Linked DNA regions of Macaca mulatta: region 1 is linked to region 2. The links are chromatin contacts, called in public Hi-C maps. All regions are on one chromosome and are shown on one strand. Each heading gives the region's core, a stretch centred on a gene start, on an enhancer-like site or on the middle of the called end of the contact. The rest is flanking DNA. Distances are from core to core; before and after follow the strand shown. Region 1 holds the start of HNRNPU (heterogeneous nuclear ribonucleoprotein U). Region 2 holds the start of EFCAB2 (EF-hand calcium binding domain 2).

Region 1 (6,913 bases), core at 1,793-4,292, 110 kb before region 2:
TCCAGTAAGAAAGAGTTTTACATTTACACTCTTACAAATCTGAATAAAACCAAATTGTACAAGAAAACATGAGAAGCTAAGCTTCAATGCCCTCCATCTAACAGAGCAGGCTGACACCACAGCTGATACTTTCAAACAGGTATTTCTATTCTTTGGTCTATTTATCACACCCAGAGTTGTGAATTCTGGTCACTAAACCAACTACTTTTTTTTATAACAACAACAAAAAAAATGCAAGTCTGACAGTCAAAGCCCACTTAGAGGTTTGCAATACTTTCTCATACTCAATTGCAACCCAACTGGGTGAAGTAGCAGTATTTACAGTGCTGCACTGCCATTGATACCATTCGCTGCTGAAGAAAGCTAGTGGCCCAGTGATAGCCCACTGCTGCTGCCTCAGGTCTTTGGAAGAAATCAACTTATGTTTAAAGCAGCAGCTACTGAACTGGAATTGAGAACAAAAGAGCAGTTATTGAAAAAATAATATTACAATCTTTTAGAATAGGGAATATACTTGTGTGCTAATGGGAGAAGTCATTAGTAAATATTTAACTAGCCCAAATAGCTCACTTAATATAATTCCACAAAAAAATGAATTACTTTATTGTAGAAGCCTGTAAGGCTAAATTATAGGTAGTGTTACAAGTTTCCGTTAGCTAGTCAGAAACTGGCATTAATTTTACATTTCCTAAGAACGAGAACTTTCAAGTCATAAAAATATGAAACTCCTAGAGCCTGTAAAATAATCCATTTGATACAACTGATGCCGTGCTAAATATTAAACTACTAGGTTCTGAATATAAACCATTATCTCTTCCTGCTTTTAAAAAAACCTAACCCAACTTTTGCTGCACTTAAGCATTAAGTTTTCTAACATTTTGGAAGCAAAAAAAAAAAAAAAACCATCACCGCATTTCATAATTGGGGAGAAACAGCTTCACTTACAAGTATCAAGACAAACCACTGTGTCATCGAAGTGTTCATCTTCTTCTTCAACCGGTGGCTGAGGAGATTTGGCTCTGAAAGACAGAATTGTCTCCTGATACAGCTTTCCGATCAACGAACGAATAAGGGATGACAAGTAAAACTAGGTGAGCATCCTATACCTGCTATACTTGTTCTCTTCAATGTACTCAAAATATCCACGGCCATGATCTTCTCGTGGTCTTTTAACACCCCTCTTTTTATCTCCGCCTTTCTGTTCTGTTTTGCCGTCCCCTAAAACACACAAGACCCCCATAAGAGGCCAAGCCGCTAAACAACAACAAAAAAACGCTTTTCCGTTCCGAGAAGCAAAGCAGCTCGACTTTATCCTGCTTTTTAACCGAGGTTTTAACCGAGGACTCAAATGTGAATTCGAAGAACAATCAGCTACGAATTGGATTAGCGCTAGTGACGCAGTCTAAAGACGTTACGAATTTTGCCAGTCTCCTCGATGATTCGAGAAACCCAAAGAAAAACTGCGCGGCCCAGGCCCGAAGCCCACGTGTATCGCGACCAGGGCGCAGGAGGGGGAGGGGCCGAGCCCGGCGCGGCGGCGCTCCCCTCCCCCGCGGGCCCGCGCTCCCCGCGGCCGCATTGTACTGATCTTCCGCCCCCCGCCCCGCCCCGCCCGGCTCCTCCCGCAGGAAGTGACGTCACGCCGAGCCCCTGCGCTCCTTGCACAATACAGCGGCGAGGAGCCGCCAAAGCGCGCCCGCCCCGGGACCTGGGGCCTCTCCCCTCCCCCCGAGACATGTGCCCGCACCGCGCGCACGCAGCGCGACGGCGCCACCGCGGGCCGACCGGGCTCCCTCCCGCCGCCCGCCCGCGGCTCCTCCCCCTCCAGCGGCAGCTGCAGCTCCCCCCGGCTCTCGAGCCACATAATGGAGGCGCTGCCACCGCCGTCACACACACACACACACACACACACGAACACACGCACACACGCCCCGAGCCCGAGGCCTCTCGGCTAATCTGGGATTCCCCGCGCCCCCTCCCCCACCCGCCACCCTCCCCGCGGCCCCCCGCCCGCCCGGGGCTCCCTCCCCCTGCGGGGCTCCGGCAGGCCTGGGGCACGGTCCCCACCCCGCGCGGGCCTCCCGCCGCGCGCAACGTACAACGCAGCACTCACCCGCCGCCGGAGCCCCGGGGCGACCGCCGCCTCCGCCGCCTTCCGCCTTCTTCTTACCTCCCGCCTGCTGCTGGCCCTGCCTCGCCCCGGGCGGCGCCACCGTCACCGCGAACAGCGAGGTGGGGCCGCTGCTCTTCCCCGCGGCCTCCTTGGCGGCCCCGCGCTGCTGTTGGGTCTGTTGCTGCTGCGTCGCCGGCGGTTGAGGCTGCTGCTCCCCGTGCCCGTTCTCGTCGCCCGCGCCTTCCTCTTCGTCCCCGAGCTCATCTTCCCCTTCCTGGAAACCCTGATCGTCGCCGTTCTCGTCTTCCGAGGCGGCCTCCTCCTCCTCCATCGGGCCCGAGTCGGCCGCCCCCGCGGCCCCGTTCTCCTCTCCTAGCTCCATCTGGTCGCCGTCCAGGGCGGAGATTCCTTCCTCCTCCTCTTCCTCTTCCTCCTCCTCTTCATCGCCGCCGACCGCGGCCTCCTGCTCGAGGCCTGCTCCCGAGCGCCCGGCGGAATCCCCGCCCAGGTCTAGGCTGCCGTTCCCGGGCTCCATGGCGGGGCGGCCCCCGGCCTCCTCGTCGTCCAGCGCGGCCTGGAGTCGCTCCATGAGCTCGGCCTTGAGACCCTTGTCAGAAAGGCGTCGCTTCTTGAGCTCCTCTTTCAGCTCCGACACCTTCAGCTTTTTTACATTAACAGGCGAGGAACTCATGGTGAGGGCCCCGATTCACCGCTAGGCGCTGCCTCAAACTCGGCTCCGCTCACTCGGCCACTGGTGGCGGCTGCTGCGGCTGCTCCTCGGCCCGGGCGGCGGCTGCGGCTGCGGCTGGAGATGGGGTCGTGCTGCAGAGCGGATCCGCCTGGTGTCGAACGGCGCCAATTCCTTTCACCGAGTTCGCGAGGGAGACGCGGAGACTCGCCTGGCGCGAGCGAGCACGCAACGTCCTCTCGCAGGGGCGGCGCCGCGCACGTAATATAGGCGCCCCGCCCCCTGCGCTGACGGGAGCGCTGCGCAGGAGGAAAGCCGGAGCGCGCCCGCGCTCGGCCCCGCCCATTACCGTACTTACCTCCCCGCCCCCACGCCGAACCCGGGCTGAGAGCGCGGCGCAGGCCGCGCAGTGCGCTTCCAATTGGGACTGAGCAAATGGAGGAAAAGGAAACCGCCTTTCAGTTAAACCGACTCACTGCACAATCTATTGGCCTTTCTGGGTCTTTGGTGGCTATACTCGTTTGGCTTTTCGCCTTCCCAGCCTGGAGGCTGCTTTGTCCAAATGCTTTCTTCAGTCCTCAACTTGGCATTTCAACCCGAATCCGCCTTTTCTTCCATCTTAGATCTGCCTTCTTGTATGTTTCTCCAGCTTTCCGTTTAAAACTCCTTCAAATCGTTTTGACTGGTATAACACACATTGGCAACTGTTACACGCAGGGGCTCTTTTCAGCATAATGCTGTATTTGATTTAATATGTGTAAGTCCTGCTTTGCGAATTGGATTTTAAGTTCGAGAAGGGCAAGGGCAGAGCCGTTCTTTTGTCTGTTCCACACCCCGGGTGCAGGGCCTGGGAAGTAGAGGCTTTGCTTACTACTCCATACTGCAAACCCTAGTTTACCAGCCTTTGCAGGGCTATTCTCATGCTCTTAATAACCCTAAATAAACCACAGAATTGCATTTCCAAGTTTTCTGTACCTACCACAAAGACGGACCTCCAGTAAGGCTTGTTCTGTCCACTTTAGGACCTGGTCATCGGCTATGAAGTCTCAGTAGTTAACCATGAGGGTGAGACCCAGCTAGGTCTTTGATTATAGGCCCACTTGATTCTCTTCCTATTCCTGTAGAAATACTCTTGACCAAATCATTCTGAAACTTAAAGTTCATGAAAAATCAAGGGCAGTGATTTTGTTAAAAAAAAAAAAAAAAAAAAAAGGACTATCGCTCTTGAAAAGAAATCCGTTATTTTGTATGTTAGAAGTTTACTTTTTCGCTTTAAATAAAAGATGTGATGTTCCCGAAGTTTTAGACAGGGAAGTCAGAATTTAGATTCGTGATAGAAGTTAACGTCTTAAACCCCAGATAATCTGCAGTGTCCAGCCAGTGTTCCATCTGACTAAGGAGATGGTTTATACCCACTGTTTGGTACTCTAGGTGGCACAATAATATTGCCCCATTATTAATTTGAAATTTGGAGGTATACATATTGAAATTTCTCCCATAGGCTAATGGGATTTAACTGATTGATGCATTTTACTTTTGAAGTTTATTTTCAATGGCTTTTATGAAGCATTCTGTCATACCTTGCAGCCATGTATACGTGAAATATTAACATTTGTGAAATGATTTGACTTGAAATTAATGGACTATGTACGGTACTACTGATAATCCCCAGTTCAAGTTAAGTGGTGAGGCGAGCCCCCAAAATAGAAACTTCCAAACAGTGCCAGAATCTCATTTTAGCCTTTGGTTATAATGTCTTTGAAGGTTATAAATATGCCACCAACTTGAATTTGAAACTTCTTTATTTTTGTTCAAAAATGGGAAGAGAGCTACAGGGGGCTTACACGTTCACAAACTAGGTAATTAATCCCTTAATGAATCAGAGTTAAATACAATTATGATGGTTCTTTAAATTTATGTGTCCTAGATATTATTTACACTTTTAAATATTAGTGATATGAAAACAAATTTCGTTTACTGGAAAACACTAAACTACGAAAACAAAGTTTGCATATCTACGTATACTAGATCTCTAACAGTCACTCTTGGAACATTAAGTCAGTTGCAATAAAACATGAAATACAACTTTTGATGCTCACGAGAAAGTTCCGTGGCTTTATCTCCAAAAGTTTTGGAGACCTTTAGAGCTGGATGGGGCCTGGAGATCGATCATCAGGCCTGTTCATTTTACTGCCCAGGAAGCTGGGACGCTCACTCCCACACCAATGGGCTTTCCATTACATTGTGCTGCCTTAGACATTTGAAAGAAAAACAGTTTCTGCTCAAAGACCCATCGTCGTACTATCCTCTTCACAAACAGGGGAAACACGCCATTCCATAGTCTATGTTACCACTTCAAAGTACAAATGGTGATATCTTATTGATCATTTTTGCTGCTTATATTTTTTAAAAATGTTGTCATGATAGTCCTGCTCTACAGAGACCGGTTAAAGTGCAGGTCTCTTCCTGTGAATCTCTGAAGGACCTACAGGACACTTTAAATTCCCCCTTTGTGAAATCCTAGAGGCTACCAAGAATACCGCGGGGGAGAGAAGACAAGTTAATTCTCAATAACAAAAAATGATTCGAGAATGACCTGGGAATAATTGATCTGTGAGAGGTAATTACAAAGTTATGGTGCTCTGCATATCTAACTTACGTTTTTGAGGTTTAAGCAAAGGAAATGCTATAGTTTGTCACACAATTTATTCAGCAAATGTTTTTTCAGTACCTTCTCAAAAACATTTTTTTTTTTTTTTTTTGAGGCGGAGTCTCGCTCTGTCGCCCAGGCTGGAGTGCAGTGGCACGATGGCTCACTGCAAGCTCCGCCTCCCAGGTTCACGCCATTCTCCTGCCTCCGCCTCCTGACTAGCTGGGACTACAGGCGCCCGCCGCCACGCCCGGCTAAGTTTTTTGCATTTTTAGCAAAGACGGCGTTTCACCGTGTTAGCTAGGATGGTCTGGATCTCCTGACCTCGTGATCCGCCCGCCTCGGCCTCCCAAAGTGCTGGGATTACAGGCGTGAGCCAAAAACGTTTTGTAGTAATAAAGATGAGGAAGTCCCAGAGATCTACAGTTAACAAAGCATCCTGCATTTTAAAATTTGCTGGCCAGGCGCAGTGGCTCATGTCTGTAATCCCAGCACTTCGAGAGGCCGAGATGGGAAGATGACTTGAGGCCAGGAGTTCGAAACCAGCCTGAGCAAGACAGTGAGACTCCATCTCTACAAAAAATTAAAAATAGGTGGCTGTGGTGGTACGCCTGTAGTCCGAGCTACTCAAGGGGCTGAGGTAGTGGGATCACTTGACCCCAGGCAGTCAAGGCTGAAGTGAGCCGTGATTGTACCACTGCACACTAACCTGGACAACAGAGGGAGACCCTGTCTCAAAAAAAAAAAAAAGAAAAGAAAAAGAAAAACTTGTTAAGATCTTATGTTAAATGTTCTTATCCACCTCCGACCAAAAAAAGAAAAGAAAAGAAAAGAAAAGGCCGGAGTGGTGGCTCACACTGTAATCCCAGCACTTTGGGAGGCTGAGGTCAGGAGTTCAAGACCAGCCTGGCCAACATACATGTTGAAACCCCATCTCTACTACAAACACAAAAATTAGCCAGGTGTGGTGGTGGTCGCCTGTAATCCCAGCTACTCAGGAGCCTGAGGTAGGAGAATCACTTGAACCTGACAGGCGGAGGTTGCAGTGAGCTGAGATAGAGCCACTGAACACTGAACTCCAGCCTGGGGCACAAAGCAAAACTTCGTCTCAAAAAAAAAAAAAAACAAAAACAAAAAAACCCGGGCGCTATGGCTCACGCCTGTAATCCCAGCACTTTGGGAGGCCAAGGCGGGCGGATCACGAGGGCAGGAGACCAAGACCATCCTGGCTAACATGGTGAAACCCCGTCTCTACTAAAAATGCAAAAAACTAGCCGGGCGAGGTGGCTGTGCCTGTAGTCCCAACCACTCGGGAGGCTGAGGCGGGAGAATGGCCTGAACCCGGGAGGCGGAGCTTGCAGTGAGCCGAGATGTCGCCACTGCACTCCAGCCTGGGAGAGAGAAGGAGACTCCGTCTCAACAAAAAGAAACAAAGAAAGAAAAGAAAAAGGGCCGGGTGCAG
Region 2 (6,689 bases), core at 1,922-4,421:
TTTGAGACGGAGTCTCGCTCTGTCGCCCAGGCTGGAGTGCAGTGGCGCGATCTCGGCTCACTGCAAGCTCCGCCTCCCGGGTTCCCGCCATTCTCCTGCCTCAGCCTCCCGAGTAGCTGGGACTACAGGCGCCCGCCACCTCGCCCGGCTAATTTTTTTTGTATTTTAGTAGAGACGGGGTTTCACCATATTGGCCAGGATGGTCTCGATCTCCTGACCTCGTGATCCGCCCACCTCGGCCTCCCAAAGTGCTAGGTATACAGGCGTGAGTCACAGTGCCCATCCGCAAAATATATTCTAAGGAATAAAAATGATTGTAGTTAGTTTTCCACAGTCCAAAGCAAGCTAGTAATATTTAAAGAGTTAAAAGTGTAATATAATCATCTGTCAGTTTTCTACAATCAAACAGAGTTGAAAGGAGGCAAATATTAGCATAATGCAGATAATGTACTCACTGGCATTGTGGGCCTTTTTTATTTGGATAATCATTTTCACCTTGTGGAAACTTTTCTAGAATTATATACTTTTATGTCTAATCAGCAAATTAGGCAGTTGAAAAGTATGTATGAAGCAACTAATATGTGTCCTGATTAGGCTAGGTAGTGTGGGTATATAAAGAGTTTATAAAGGTGTAGGCTCCTATTCAAACCTTGGCAGGGTCAGGGGATGGGGGAGTTAATTAACATATATTAAATATTTTTTTACTCACCCACACCTAGAGAAACAGTACTGTTTTAAATGTGCTGTAGGAGTTCAGAGAAATAATGATTAATGTGTTTTGGAATAATTACATAATAAAAAGCTTTGCTGAATACAGTTAGTTTTAAAAATATAAAAATACAGGGGGGTTTACAGAGAAATCTGTTCAACTCAAAATAATTTTTAATTTATATATGTTTATATAAGAATTCTATTTTATTGACATGAAATACTGGTACTTTTTTTTTTGAGATGGAGTCTTGCTCTGTCATGTGGGCTGGAGTGCAGCGGTGAATCTCGGCTCACTGCAACCTCTGCCTCCCGGGTTCAAGCGATTCTTCTGCCTCAGCCTCCCCAGTAGCTGGGATTACAGGTGTGAGCCACCACACCTGGCTAATTTTTCTATTTTTAATAGAGGTGGGGTCTTACCATGTGGGCCAGGCTGGTCTTGAACTCATGACCTGAAGTGATCCACCCGCTTGGGCCTCCCCAAGTGCTGAGATTATGCCTGAGCCACCACACCTGGCCCAGTACTTTTACTGATGAGAAAACGTAATGTAAAAGGAAGGTCTGTCTTACACACAGTACGTGCTGAATCTGGGTCTTTTTTGAAAAAAAGTCATTGAGAAGACTTATTCCTATCTTAATTTTTAAGACATATATTACCAAACAGAAAAACTGTACTAGATACTGGGGATATATGAATGAATAATGCTGTTTCTGTCTTCAAGACCTTACTGTTTGGCAGGTGGAAACAAGTGAACGAACGAAAGCATTGCAAATCAGGCTGGGCGCGGTGGCTCAAGCCTGTAATCCCAGCACTTTGGGAGGCCGAGACGGGCGGATCACGAGGTCAGGAGATCGAGACCATCCTGGCTAACATGGTGAAACCCCGTCTCTACTAAAAAATACAAAAAGCTAGCCGGGCGAGGTGGCGGGCGCCTGTAGTCCCAGCTACTCGGGAGGCTGAGGCAGGAGAATGGCGGGAACCCGGGAGGCGGAGCTTGCAGTGAGCTGAGATCCGGCCACTGAACTCCAGCCTGGGTGACAGAGCGAGACTCCGTCTCAAAAAAAAAAAAAAAAAAAAAAAAAAGAAAGCATTGCAAATCAATGTGGGAGGCTCTATGAGTATGGGGCCATAGAGGAAAAGGCTGAGAGGGAGAGCTTCAATTAGTAGGTGACTTCGAGAAGGTCATCCTGGCCAGGCACGGTGGCTCACACCTGCAATCCCAGAACTTTGGGAGGCCGAGGCAGGCGGCAGATCGCTTGAGCTCAGGAGTTTGAGAGCAGCCTGGGCAACAGGGGGAAACACTGTCTCTACAAAAAATACAAAAACTAGCAGACATGGTGGCGCAAGCCTCTCCTCCCAGCTACTTGGGAGGTTGAGGTGGGAGGGTCACTTGAGACCGGGAGGCGGAAGCTGCTGTGAGCAGAGATCGCACCACTGCACTCCATCCCGGAGGACAGAGCGAGACCCTGTCTCGAAAAACAAAAGACAAAAACAAAAACAAAGACAGTCATCCTGCATGACAACCAGGAGGGGACAAATGTGTGTTTGTGGGAAGCTGAAATGATGGCGGGGGAGAGAGCAGAGAAAGACGCTCCAGAAAAAGGAAACTGTAAACAGCAGACGAAAAAGCATAGTGAATGAATAGCAAGCCTGAGACCAAACTTAGGGTTTCCTACACTTATTTCAAAGCCCTTCATTATCTATATGGAGAGGGGGAGGCTTTAAACACAAATATTTAGATCATATTGACTGAGATGTAGATATAAATGAATGCTAATAATTACTTTTCGTTATTTTGGGGTGTTAAAAATTTACTGTACAAGATTGTATTCGTTTTAAGTATCTTCTAACATGAGCCATTTTGTAATGATTCAGTTGTTTATATTCAATTTCAGGCAGAATGCTGATCACAGCACCAAATGGGTATCTTCTACAGAAAAAGTTATTTTAATAAAAATATAGTCAGGATTTCCTGAGAGATTATAGAAACAGAATAAAAGCATTAAAACTGTTAAGTCATTAAATACGAGTACTTTGTATTTTGAAGGCTCTTAAAATTTAATTTAGTTTATAAATTGCTTTTACATAACATATGCACTGAAATACCATTTAAAATTAGTTTTGAAAATGTGTTCGTTTGAACCACATCGTTAGGTATTTTATTCAAAGCTCTTTATAAAAAGAGCTTTACTATATTCCAGTATAAGTAAACTTGTCCTGAAAATAAGAAAAATTTAACCTCATGCTATGGCTGCAAAGTTTCCGGAAAGCAGGATTTAAAACTTCCATTGTAACTTTAACCAGCGGTCATGTCAAATTTCACAACTAAGAACATTTTAACGCATGTTAACACTGAGCACAACATGGGCACGTTTTTGTTGCTATGAGAACCTTCTATTTTGTATGAGACATTGCAGCCTTGACGACGCAATGTTTGTGCCTATTTTGCGCATGTTTTTCTACAGCTATTCCTCTCCTCTAGTAATAATAGTCGAATGGCTCTGGTTTCCTCTTGCGCCCGGCCCAGTTTTTCCGTTTCAGCTTAGTTGTCATAGGCTGTGCTGCCGCTTTCTCTGGGAAAGGACGGTGAGGACTGGACGGGAGAAACCGGGAGGGCAGGCGCGGCCGTTCTGCAGCAGCCGGGCCGATGGGAAGCGGGAGGAGGAGGTCGGGCCGCGGGCTGGTTCTGTCACCCCCTCGGGAGCCCAGCTCTTCACCTAGCTCTCCGGCGCTTTTCAAAATCTGCAGTTCACAACAAAAATCGAGCAACGCCACGTCGCACAAACAGGACAGGAGGGGCGAGGGTGTGTGCGCGCGCGTGCTGTCCCCAAATGGATGAGAAATAAGGGAAGGGGGGCTGGGGAGCGTGTGATGAAGTAACACTGCTAGGCCCGCGACTAGTCGGGCCCCGGCCTCGGGTCTGCAGGGACAAGGTTGGGGGCCGGGTGGCAGACGCGGCTTCTGGTCTTCCCCCAGCGCGAGGGTCGTGGCGGGAAGCGGGGACGCGGCGCGCGCTCGGAGCCTTCTCCCCGCCCCGCCCCGCCCAAGGGTCTTCCTCCCCCAGAATTCGGAGCGGCCCCTCCTCCAAGCCAGGCTCGCCGCGGGGCGCTGAGCAGGCCGGGACACCGCGGCCGAGGTTATCGTTAGGCATCTCCCAGGCGACCGGCTCCGCAGCAAGATGGCGGACGAGAAAGACAGGGAAGGTAAGGTAGGGGCGACGGGGAGCCGCTGGCCTCGCCGCCCGCCGCGACACCGGGTCGCACGGGGAAGCGCCGGGTGGGGTGGGCCCTCGTCCATCTGGAGTCCCCAGCCGCAGGGAGAGGGTGGCCCGAGGAGGGGGCCATCCCGCAGCAGCAGCAGCCGCCGCCGCCCTGCCCCCGTCCCCGCAGCCAGCCCGGCCTGCCGCTCCGCCCCGCCCCGCCTGTCTCCCCTCCTCCCGCCTTCTTCTCCCTCCTCCCGCCTTCTTCTCCCTCCTCCCGCCGTCTCCTCCCTCCTCCCGCCCTGTTCTCTCTCCCCTCCTCTCGCCCTCCTCCCCCTCTTCCTCTCCTCCCGCCGCGTCCTCCTTCCCCCTCCCTCGGAGGCCGGGCCTCGGCTCCTGCGCGGGCTGCGCCGGAGGCGCCGGCAGGGGGTGCTGATAATGGCGTCGTTGTTCACTGTCGCGGGGAAGTCGTCGCCGCCTCCACACCCTCGCCGGGGGTCTCGGTGCCGCAGGTGCCACGCCCGTAGCGGTCCAGGCTGTGGGCCCCGGGGGGTGGCCTGGGTGAGGAGGAGTTCTGGCCGCCAGAATCTGGCGGGATCCTCTGTGTTGGCGCCGAAACCCCGCCCTGGCGCAGCCTGATGGCGTTCGCGGCCACCATTTTGCCTCCTTAATGAGGACGCAGGAGGACGGTCTGGAGGTCACCGCCGCTGCCTCCGAGCTTCCCGGTGCTCCGAAATGCCTGCCCCGCGGCCGGCTTGCGTCGCGCAACTGGCCTGTTGTCTTGTCTTAAAAAAAAAAAAAAGAAAAAAAAGACACACACCTAAACAGCAGTTTTAATAAAGATGAAAACCAAAATCTGGCGGAGACCTTGGAACCGCTCGCGGTCCCCGGGGGACCACCCAGCCCCGCGCGGTGGCCGCCTGCAGAGGCGGGACTGCGCTTCGAGGCTTAAGGTCGCCAGATCAGAGGCATCGGTGTGTTGCCTGTGCGGAGACGCCAAAAAGTGATTACGTTTATTTGCAAGACCTTTCATGTTGTTTTCAATTCATGGTGTGATTAATGGTAGGATTAAAACCCGATCCTTGGTTACCATGCCCTTAGGTACTCAAAAATAATTGTGTTACCCAAAAATATCCAAAAAGCCATAAAACAGTAAAGGTAAACAAGTAGGAAGTGAAAATATTCCTCCTTTGTTTTCTTTCTGGAGTGCTCAAAACACCCCCTCAAACCATTTTTCTCTGCACAGAACCAAGTGTGGTCAGGTTAACAGCTAATATTTACAAGGGAAGAAACGAATCCTGAGATATTTAGTCACTTGTTCCGGTGATCACAGAAAATCGGCGAAGACACACATGAAACTGTGCCAACGGTCTACCTATTGATAACAAGGATACTGTGATTTTTATATAATATTAATCCGAGAAGCCAGGATTATTTTATAGGTATTACTTTACAAAGGTGCCCTTGCATACAAAGAAAAGGGTGGTTTTAAAACTTTCCCTGAAAAATTGATGGCTTATTTTTATTTACCAAAAAAAAAAAAGAAAAAAAAAAAAAGGAAAACCATTAGGAGATAAACTAGCAGGTAATTATGGATATTTATTTTCTTAAAAAAGGTTAGGTCAGCATGAGAAAAAACGCACTGGAGTATGGTACAAATACAGTATTTATCGGTTTTTAAAATTGAGAGTTTTCCTGATTTTTCAGCTTTTGAACTATTTTTCTATTTAAAATAAATTCAGAGAAACAATTCTCATAGAAGAAATAATCACTGTTAAAAGGTGGATGCCATTCATTCAGAATACATATATCTAATGCCATTATGTAGATAAGGCATTCATTCTACTTAGAACTTTGAAAGATACAAAGATGAAAAAGTCATTGTCTTTGCTTCCAAGAAAGGTGAGATCAGTAAGGGAGATGAGATATATACAAATGGGAGGGAATAGTTAACTGGGCTGAGTAGTCTCGGTGCCAACCACTGTGCTAGGTGTGTATCCTTGTAGTCCGTGGACAGCAGCCTGGACATCACTGGCTGTCCCCGACCTAGTGAATCAGTCTTCATTTTAACATGTCTGTGGGTGATTTGTATGTACATTAAAGTTTGAGAAGGCCGGGCGTGGTGGCACGCCCTGTAGTCCCAGCTACTCGGGAGGCTGAGACAGGAGAATCGCTTGAACTGAGGAGGCGGAGGCTGCAGTGAGCCAAGATCGCGCCACTGCACTCCAGCCTGGCGACAGAGTAAAACTCCGTCTCAAAAAAAAAAAAAAAAAAAAACAAAGTTCCAGAAGCACTCATATGCTATATCTCATTTATTGTTAACAGTTTTATGGATTAACTAGTTGCAGTTTGAAGGGTATTATGAAATAAAGGCATTTTTTCAGGGGATAAACTAAGTAGAGACTCACTTTGGTGATCTTTTAATGGAAATAGTCCATTACTATTTTGATTGCCAGCTACTGTATTTTGAATTTTCAGAAATTACATCTAACCAATTAGAATTGATTAAGTTTTGAGGATTCACTCAACTAAACTCATAAAAGACTGATGTGCAAGCCTGAATGATTTATTAATTTAAATAGGGGTATATACATTGACCCGCAGGCTGATTTTGGTAATGTAATATACTGTTTTATGGGTACTAAGCTTTGGGTAGTGTGAATTTGTATATGATGACCATGGAATCACACAAAAGAAAGGATAATTTTGAAGGATGTGTTCATTACCCTGTAAGTTCCAAAAGGTCTGGGACCATTTCTGATCTGTTAATACTGAGTGTTG

What was found. Hi-C and Micro-C count contacts between places; a contact is called where the count stands out from the background.
Region 1: a Hi-C map of fetal cortex germinal zone shows a contact between it and region 2, with 5 times the contacts expected there. The contact joins the promoter of HNRNPU here to the promoter of EFCAB2 in region 2. A contact is called at or near these places in 7 of 14 Hi-C or Micro-C datasets (CD4 T cells, blood, cortical neurons and 3 more).

What each region holds. Positions count from the first base shown.
Region 1 is chr1:4,243,763-4,250,675 of T2T-MMU8v2.0, reverse strand. It overlaps HNRNPU (heterogeneous nuclear ribonucleoprotein U), which reads right to left and starts at 3,042. Exons shown (of 14, transcript XM_002802090.4): 1 at 2,171-3,042; 2 at 1,107-1,218; 3 at 946-1,019. The coding sequence starts at 2,804.
Region 2 is chr1:4,136,810-4,143,498 of T2T-MMU8v2.0, reverse strand. It overlaps EFCAB2 (EF-hand calcium binding domain 2), which reads left to right and starts at 3,171. Exons shown (of 6, transcript XM_077998155.1): 1 at 3,171-3,295.